Regions from separate parts of the Mus musculus genome. Here region 1 is linked to region 2. The links are chromatin contacts, called in public ChIA-PET maps. All regions are on one chromosome and are shown on one strand. Each heading gives the region's core, a stretch centred on a gene start, on an enhancer-like site or on the middle of the called end of the contact. The rest is flanking DNA. Distances are from core to core; before and after follow the strand shown. Region 1 overlaps Casz1 (castor zinc finger 1). Region 2 has its middle 40 kb from the start of Gm572.

Region 1 (4,319 bases), core at 1,384-3,883, 260 kb before region 2:
AGAGGCCTGTGCCATCCCCACTCCCATTAGGTCCAGGGCATAGCATAGATGGGGTGTTTTAAGGAACACCCTCCCCTCCCCCTCCCCTCCCCTCCCCCAAGACCCTCACTCACTTTGCATGTTTGATGGCTCCGTCCAAGGTGCTGAAAAGCGCACCGCACTCCTCCACTACACAATGGAAATGCGCCTTGTGGAGGAAGTCACACTGGGCATCACAGAAGTCCTTGGTACCAAACCTGGTTAGAAAGAGATCAACAGTTAGATTATCTCAGTCAGAGGTGGGGCCTTGGCCACCAGGGTGGATGAGAGCAAGACCCTCTGTCCTTTGCTTCCCCCCCCTCCCCGCCCCCACCCCCACCCTGTTCTCAGTAAAGCCCTCACCTGCGGAGATACACCTTCCAAGGCTCTGACAGCTTCTCTTGAACTAGTGCCTTCACGGCCTTGCCCAAGAAAGGCGAGGGCTCCCCGGCGGGGCTCCCCTCCGCTTCTGTCTTGATGCTCAGGAAGCTTTCGAGGCTGGGGTTGCCCTGAGACATCTACAAAGAGAGGAGAGCTTGGAGCTTGGGGAACCCCCACCCCCCACCCCCGACAGACAACACCTCTGAGCCCTGCCCTGCTGAGAGCAGAGAACACACACCCTCTTTAGCCTTGGCTAGAAAGGAGGCCAAAAGACTGTGGCTCTGGTCCCCTGGAGGCAGGGCCTCAGGTAAAGGACCAGCCTGCAGCTGGAGCCATCATTTAAGCTGAGGCCTCTGCTCTGGGTGCACACTGCAGCCCACCTTGCCCTAGACCTTGCCGCTCCCTGATCATTCTCCTACCAGAAGGTATTCATAAGAAACCCGAGCGGAGGGTCAGTGTGTGTGTGGGACCCCTGTGAATTTCTTGAAGATAAAGGCCACGCAAAGGAGGACAAGACATTTTCACAGGGTAAGAGCAAGCAGGTTCACTGTTACTGCTAACGTGGAACGTGAGGGAGCACGGGGTAGGGACCAGAGGAGGGCAAAGGACAGCAAGAGAGTAACCAGGAAAGGGCGGGCAGCAAGGCATCAGGGCACCAGCAGCTGGGGCTGCGGCACCAATGGTACCCAGCTGGAACCCACCCACCGCACGAGGTCCACCCCAGACCCAGCTCCCTCTTCAACCCAGTCACTTGTGTACAGTAACCAAATTAATCTTGCTGCAGTCAAATTTATCATGTGAAGGGGAAAATATATTTGAGATGATGTATAATTCACAAAGACCCTGCATTATTTAAAATAAATGTTCTGGAGCGACCTCTCCGGAAGGCGTCCGAGAGCATTACTCAAGCCGAAAAGTGGAAATTGATGCTTTGCTCCCACTTTGGCCTTCCCCTCCCCCACCCCTTTTTAAACAAACAAAAAAATATACAAAATAAATAAATAACATTAATAACTGAGGGCCAGAGAAGTTAGAGGGTTCTGGAAAAGCTTTTGGAGCCCACTATCCGAAGGGGGGAAAAAAGGGTGTCAGAGGCTGAAATATATTTCTTCAGCCAGTTCATTAAATTAATTTGTAAGCAGTGGCTCTGAAATTATATTCGATGAAAAATGGCCTCAAAATTTAAATGGTACAAACTCATCTTATTAGAGGGAAAACATTAAAAAACAAACACATCCCCCCAGCCCCCCAGCACGGCTTTAATTTCTCTGGGTGGGGGAACGGGAGGCGTGTGATGGATGGTTCTTACCTTATTCATAAGCGAGGATAAAAGAGATGAATTTGCCGAGACTGCGTGGCCATTTGATTCATTACTGGAACACACAAACCAAGGGCCTTCAACTCAGACATCCGTGGGCCCAGGCCCAGAGGCCCTTCCCTCCCAGTCAGCCAGCCCAGGGCTCTGAGATTTCCACTCTCTGCTGTGACTGCTCGGTGGCAGAGTGAACCCTGGCCGGGAGGGTGAGCTCGGCTTGGTTCCCAGGGCTGGCTGAGACTAAGAGGCGCAGACCACCTCTCTGGGGCCCAGGCCAGCATCTGCAGGGGTTTCTCTGGCCTTGCCTCACCTGGGATCCTTCACGGTCAGGTCTAGACTGCGGTCTTGGGAGGCCTCGTGGGGACCTGGGGTGCCAGCACTGTCAGGCTCCTGCTTCACCTGGGCCTGGGGGAACTTGGTGGGGGTGGGCTGCTGCCCACTTCCTGCAGGTGAGGGGAGGGAAGATGGGATCAGAGGGGCTCAGGTTTAACACGGGCACAAAATCTAGTACCCTCGTTCCTTTACACCCAAAGGGCGGGCAGTGGGCCGAACAGGCAGGGGGCCCCAGGAGCACTGGCTGCTGGTCAGCGGCTCTTCCGGCTGACGAGATCACTTGCGACGTGTACCCCTGTGTGGCAATTCTTCAAGTGATAATTATTGCAAAATTATGTCAAAGTTGTCCTGGCTTAGGGCCTCCTGGAGGAGGAGAGCGGGTGGCTGGGGAGGGGGCCTGGGCGGGGACAGGGGGCCCTTCATTTCCACCACCAACTGTCACAGTCGATTTGCGGGGCTGCCGCTTAAGCTTTTATTAAAGACTCTGTTAATGCTGAGGGGAAGTGGCAGATCTGGACTGGGAGCGGCCCCTCCGTAGTCCCTGCCCACTGTTGCCGAGGCGACGGCCCTGTCTGCACTGAGCATGCCCGCGGAGGGCATGTGCTGTGTCAGGGCTATCAAGGCTGACGGGCCAATCAGGGTGGTTCAACCTATGCGACCTCAGCCGTCTTTCAAGCTGTCCAGGGCAGCGACTGCAGGCCCGCCTTGGATGCCTGACTGGGTACGAGGGGGAGCTTGGTGGGAAGAGGCCACAGGAGGCTGACAGGGCAGGGCCAAAGGAAGTTGCTGACAGGATGGCGTCCAGTGAGCCTTGCTCCCCATAATCCCCAAGTGACTGAAATATTAATTTGCCCCAAGGCACTACAGCTTACAGAGAGCTGCACCACAGAAGCAAGTGACATTTTATTAAAGATGAAGGGAAACAGCTTCCTTCCCCTTTATCTGACCTTTCTTTTGGGGGGGACGAGGAGGAGAGGTGCTTCTGGGGTAAAAGAGTAACTTGGCAGTCTGGTAGCAGAGACTTCCGTGGCTCTCCCTGAAAGCCCCTGGCTGGAGGAGTGAGCATAGCTACAAAAGTTCCCCCCACCCTTGAAGTGGAAGACAGGGGTCCCAAAGGGGTCACGTGCCTCTCATGAACCAAGAGGACTTCTAGCCTTCAGGAATCCACACTACAGTCACCTGCAGTCACCTATTCTAGGCTCCAGAGAAAAAGCCCAGCCTAGCATCCCCAAGAGTTGGGACAGGAGCCCCATGTGGGTGCAAGAGACCCTTGGTCTTGGCTGGTTCTGAGATGGTTTTGGATGGGAGTGGAGCATGAAGGCTGGGCAGCCAGGCTGCTAAGGATATGGCTCTCTGTCCCTGTCCCACCTGCTCCACAGGGTGGGGCTTCTGTCTCTCCTCAGCATCCAGCCCAGCACGTAGCCAGCAAGCTCCTCTGGGCAAACCAGTGGTTTGGAGGAATTAAAGGAGCCACATCCACGGTGTGAGCTGAACTCTTTCTAGGAATCCAAATAGCACCCACTACCCCCCGAGGAAGATGGGCAGGGAAAACAGGAGAGAGGAGAAAGAAAATTCCCAAAGGAAAGGGAAGGAGAGAGGAGAAAGAGAAAGGAGGACGAGGGAGAGAGCCTGAGAGTCGTCCTATACAGGCGTGGGATGCGAACACCCATTCCCTGAGCTCATGTGTCACTCTGTGTCAGCTAGAGAAGAGCGGAGAGAAGAGGTGGCCTTGGAGGACTCTGCTCAGGGACTCACTGGTGACAGAACCAGTGAGACCTGGCGCCATTAGGCCACCCAGGTGCTCAGAGACAGGAACCACTCACCAGCTCCACATACAGAGGAGTGAGTCCCTGGGTGCATGGCCAAAATGAGGGACCCCCACCCCCAAAGGGCAAACAAATCGACAGGATGGAGACAGAGACCAAGCAGGAAGGGGCTGCTACGTGGGGGCTGCAGGTGTGGGGGCTGGGCAGACACTTCCCAGCCTGCCCCATGTTCTTCAGTCTCAGGCCCGGGAGTTGCCAGTTTCCCAGTGTGCTTGCTCACTGGGCAAGGCCCAGCCTGCTCACCTGGGTCAAAGGTGGCAGAGGGCTTGAGGGCGGCCGCAGCCAGTCTAGCCATCATGGGTGAGATGAGGCCTTTGCTTGCAGAGATTCTCTCAATGATGGAGGCAGGGGGCACCGAGAGAGAGGTGGCAGCCGTGGGGGCCGAGTCTCCAGCTCTGGAAGCCATCAGGGCCGGCATGTCAGGGGTTGCTGAGGTTGTGGCCCCA
Region 2 (4,957 bases), core at 955-3,454:
TAGACTGCGGGAAGCATCACTCCAGTCCTAGCAAATCTTCTTGAGGGCTTACCCTGTGCCAGGCACTGCCCTCGATTTCCCACCCCCATCCCTACCCTCACCCCTACCCCCACCCCCGTGTGAGTGACACAAGGCAGACAAGGAAATGTGTCAAGGCAAGGGCTCGGCTCTGTCCGTCACACTGGAAGTGTTTGGCCATATCATCCACCGCTGTCATTATTCCTTCCGAACCCACTGTCCATGGCCTCTCAGGAGAGGGAACCAGTTCCGAGAACAGCACCCCCAAGACTCCATCAGGGAGGCGAGGAGCGGTGGGCAGCCATGGCTACTGAGGGTGGTAACTGAGAGCAGACACTGTGCCCACGGCTCTTGGGTATAAGCAGCTGGAGACCATGGAATGTCCATAGAACTCTGGGGCCAGCAAGGGTGAAAGGGTGTGCCTTGTTAGGAGCACAGCATCTGCAGACCAGAGCTTTACTCACCAGCCCAGGCTGGAACATAGTTCTGTCCGCACACTAGATGTGGGGAAGCAGGGCCCGTGCTGCCCAGCAGCTCCATGCCAGCTCTTCCTGCCTCTGGTGGAGAAGGCAGGACCCATAGCAAAGCAAAGGCTGGGGTCAGAAACAAAGTGGCTCAGAACGAGGCTCTCAGGCTTCCAAACCAGAAGGTGATACTGGCTCTCTCTCTCTCTTCACTGTCTCTGCACCCATGTTGCTGTTCCCATGCCACAGGTAGGAAGACAAAGGCTCGAAGCCCCGAGGCACACTGACACTCACCCATGGCAGCACTCTGAGGAGAAAGCACAACAGGGATGTAAGCCAGGACTCGGTAACTCCGAAGTCTGTTCTCTCCACCCAATTCACTTCCAGGAAGCCTGGTCCTTCTCCTCCCTGTACTCAGGGTTAGCCCAGGAAGAAGAGCGGTAGCCTTGCAGATAGACCCTGCAGGTAGGGAACACACTTGACATCCTCCCAAGATAGATGCCTCTACCAGATGTGGCAAATGCACAGGGCTTCATACACCCCAGGATTACTTCAGATGGAGCCCCAACACAAAATCATATTGCACAACCCTCGACGACGACGATGATGACGACGACGCAGTGTCAAAGGCTAGACTGTCTCCTTCAGGCGGGGGGTGGGGGGTGGGGGTGGGGGATGGCTCAGAGGGTACAGGTACTTGCCTCCAAGGCTGATGTCATGACTCCTTGGGTCCCACCTGATGGAAAGAGAGACCTGACTCCTGCAAGATGGCCTCTGCTTCTGTGCCATGGCACACACATGCTCCCCTCCCTGCAACAAATAAATAAATAAATGTAATTTTTTAAAGGTCGAATTTAAGCCAGGCAGTGGTTATGCATGCCTATAATCCTAACACTAAGGAGGCAAGGCAGGCGGATTTCTGAGTTCGAGGCCAGCCTGGTCTACAGAGTGAGTTCCAGGACAGCCAGGGCTACACAGAGAAACCCTGTCTTGAAAACCTAAAAAAAAAAAAAAAATTCTTTTCCAGAGAAGGAGGCATATTTGTCCTGACTTCCCCGGAACATGCATGGCAATGGTATAATTTTACATTTTTCTTTTCATTTAAAAGTTATATATATTTGTGCCAGGTGTGGTGGCCCACACCTTTAATCCCAGAACTTGAGAGGCAGAGGCAGGCGGATCTATGTGGTTGATGTTCGAAACCAGCTTGGTTTACAAAGTGAATTCCAGAACAGCCAGGGAAACCCTGTCCCGGAAAAAAAAAAAAGAAAATAAAGTTATATATTTGAGGTGTGTGTGTGTGTGTGTATATGTGTGTAGACCATTCAGATATAACTGACATGTCAAACGAACCATTTCCTGGCTATATCTGCTTAGGTCGTGTCTATGTAAGGGGAAGACACTAAGTGAATAGCCACCCAGTATGTTGGTGGGTAAGACCCAGGTGTGAAAGCAAAAGCCAGCATCCTCCTGCCCAAATGAAGCACCAGATGGGAAGGAAGTTGGGATTCTGGCACCACCGACCATGGTGAGGACCAGGAACAGGTAAGCATGAGCTTGCGAGAGAGGCCAGTGGATGGCATTCCCCATCCATCCAGGCCCCACGTTAGGAGCCTGGAGGCCATATTGCCGGCTCTCCTCCCTGGGCTGCATGGCCCCGCAGCTGGCTGGTGTAGAGCACACATGTTTTGACTGAAGCCCTCTCCCCCCACCTCTTGAACACGCTAACATTAAAGGGAGCGTAGCTTTGTAAAACTGAAACTATAAAACGCTTCTGAAACCCAGCCCGGGGGATTAAAGAAACCACATGAAAAGGGACTCGGGCCGACCTGGACGCTGACTTCCTGTTCAGAAGATCGCTCAACATGTGCCTCCCACCCGGGCTGGTGGTGTGGATAAGGAGGAGGAGGCAGGAGGATGGCCAGGGCCAGTAGAGGCATCCAGGAACCCCCACTAGTCCAAAGAATAGCTGATAGGCTTGGCCCCGTGACCCCAGCAGAATCCTTCCAGGCCTCTGACTTCCAGAGACTGAGTAGGGTAGACATGGACTTTGGTCTGAGGAGCCTGGTCTGTAGTAACAGGCAGTTCAGGGGTCATGCTATGGCCAGGCCAGCTCCCCAGCTTCTGCCAGTCTCCTCTGCTGTCTCACTTGGTGTCCAGAGGCCTGGATGCTTGGCTGTGCAGGAAGTCCCTGGAGCCCCAGCTCACCCTCCTGACCAGACAGGATGAGCCTCTCTGCCAGGGGCTGTGGAGATGGCTCAGGTCAGTAAAAAGGAGGGGAACCTAAAGAGATGGCACAGTGGTTAAGAGCTCACAGGTTGGTCTCCCAAAGGACCCAAGTTCAATCCCTAGCACCCACAGCAGGTGCCTTATAGCTTACTGCTTTAACTCCACATCCAGTTTATCTGATGCCTCTGGCCTCCACCGACACCTGCATTCACGCACATATATGTGCATGCTTACGTGTGTGTGTGTGTGTGTGTGTGTATGTGTGTGTGTGTGTGTGTGTGTGTGTGAGAGAGAGAGAGAGAGAGAGAGAGTCAGTGAATCTGTCTCCACTAACCACAGGAGCTGACGGTAGATTCAATCGTCATCTCTGCCATTTCTCAGCTGAGTCCACTCCAACCCACCCTATAGGGCCACTTAGGGGAAAGCGGTCAGCGAAAAATGCCAGGTGTGTGGGGAGCTCCCCAGGGGAACTGCCCACCAGTGCTTCTCACATTATTGAGCAGGGCAGAGTTAGAGCAGTAGTCTGGGATGCTAGGTCCTGCTGGCACAGCCAGAGTCTGGGGCTGGCCTCACAAGCCTGCGGCTTGGGTTCTCTGTCTCGCTAAGTGGCCCCTCTCTTAGCCCAGGGGGGTTGGTCTTGGGAAAGACAAGCTGGTCAGGGGTCTTTTCAGACTCTGGTGCTCCAGTTTGGGGGGGCTCAATCTGCCTCCTTCGTAGATTCTTGATTTAGTGGCCAAAGAAAGACACTCAAGCACTGCCAGTTTTGAGGATGCATACCCCGGATACACTCTGGGCGGACACGCACTCATGCCCCCTGTATTCCACACACACATAAATGCAGACACCCTTCTGGGACACACACCACAGGCCACTTGGCAGCCACCCCCAGCCCCCAGCTTCTCTAGAGTCCTCCCTCTGTTACATAAACTCCCCGTGCCCTCCAGTGTCCCCCGCAATCACTTACCTAATATTAGGATATTAAAAAATATGGCAAGATTTTAAGAGACTTATTAAAATGCAATTAGCAGCATGTTCGACCTAAGCAGGGAGATTATTTTTAAAAATGACTTGATTGTGCGGAATACCACGCACCTTCCTGAGGCCGTAAACCTGCCAATCACACACACTCAGAAAGGAGATTTCCCTGCTGCCTTTGCCCTTCAGGATTTTCTCGCGCCCCCACCCTCCCCACCGCCGCCCCGGGACTATGAAGGTGGTGCCCCCAAAACCTACAAACTCTGCCCATTTGCACGTAGTTACACTAAGACTATCTGAAAGACCCCATTGGGAGGAAATCAATGGGTTAGTCAAGTCCAAAGATAAACTTGTCGAAGCTTAAGAAGACAGCCAGAGAGTGGGCAAGACAGGGGAGGGAAACCCTACCCCACCTTATGGGGAACTGTTCTTTGATAGGAAAAGGCTGAAGAGAAAAGCTGAAAGGAGGAGGAAGACTTCCTAGGGAGAGAGTTACCGCTGACCTCTTCTGAGGGTTGTACCCCAGAGGCCCCCCCACCCCTAAGCCCCCAACCCTTGTAGCAGCCCCAGGTCAGGCTGGAACAGTGTGTTATGCTGCCCCCTGCTGGCTGCTCTTTACATTGCAGCTCCACTTTTAACTGGAGACCCAGCTTCAGGCTCTGGGGTCCAGTGTCAGCCATTCTCCATCTAGAAGGGCCACGAGGACCGCCGCCCACGACCCCACCACCACCTTTAACCAAGATCTCTCCCAGGCAGGACTCGGATCTACAGAGAAGCATGCACTGGTGTCGTGGGGAACTCTGCGGTGAGTTCCCATGCAGCCCCGCCCTGGCTGGAGGAGTTTATCAAATGTGCTTTCTGCTTCCTGGCATTAGGCTCCCCTGGCACTTTTATTCCAGCCATAAAAAGGCTATTTCATTGAGAAATAAAGTCCCATCTCCCTGACGTGTAACTCCTTTCAGAGCTCTTACTCAACTGCCAGGCAAAATTTATGCTTCCTGGATGCTCTCTCTTGTGATTGCAACTGGAAATTGGGCAGAAAGCTGGAAGGCAGATCTCCTTCCTGGCCAATAGGACCTGGGTTTGTTTCTTTGGTCTAAAGGAATTCTGAAGACTCAAGGTGTGCTGGAAGGATTCCTTGCCTAAGAATATGAAGACCTTGAGTTACTATTTTCCAGCTATCTATGTGACCTTGGATCAGGCTGTGAGCCTCAGTTTCTGCATCCATAAAATGGAAACAATCGTTTCTTTCTTCCTCAAAGGGGTGGTCC

What was found. ChIA-PET counts read pairs in DNA pulled down with a chosen protein or histone mark.
Region 1: an RNA polymerase II ChIA-PET map of memory CD8 T cells shows a contact between it and region 2, with 12 read pairs. The contact joins two enhancer-like sites. A contact is called at or near these places in 7 of 39 promoter capture datasets (the C10 cell line, cranial neural crest, embryonic stem cells and 4 more), 1 of 484 Hi-C or Micro-C datasets (embryonic stem cells), 9 of 115 datasets of contacts at active chromatin or transcription factors (acute myeloid leukemia, embryonic basal ganglia, embryonic stem cells and 2 more) and 1 of 9 other capture datasets (adipose tissue).

The regions. Positions count from the first base shown.
Region 1 is chr4:148,939,120-148,943,438 of GRCm38.p6, reverse strand. Casz1 (castor zinc finger 1) reads right to left here. Exons shown (of 21, transcript NM_001159344.1): 11 at 4,117-4,319; 12 at 2,025-2,157; 13 at 1,709-1,772; 14 at 382-536; 15 at 114-236. Among named protein-coding and RNA genes, the nearest start is that of Gm13205, 11 kb to the left of the region's middle. Within about 2 kb of position 2,633, at least 189 of the 459 cell types and tissues checked have an H3K27ac peak or open chromatin away from gene starts, as enhancers often do. A contact at or near this core is called in memory CD8 T cells, where this site is marked.
Region 2 is chr4:148,681,063-148,686,019 of GRCm38.p6, reverse strand. No RefSeq gene overlaps it. Among named protein-coding and RNA genes, the nearest start is that of Gm572, 40 kb to the right of the region's middle. Within about 2 kb of position 2,204, at least 65 of the 459 cell types and tissues checked have an H3K27ac peak or open chromatin away from gene starts, as enhancers often do. A contact at or near this core is called in memory CD8 T cells, where this site is marked.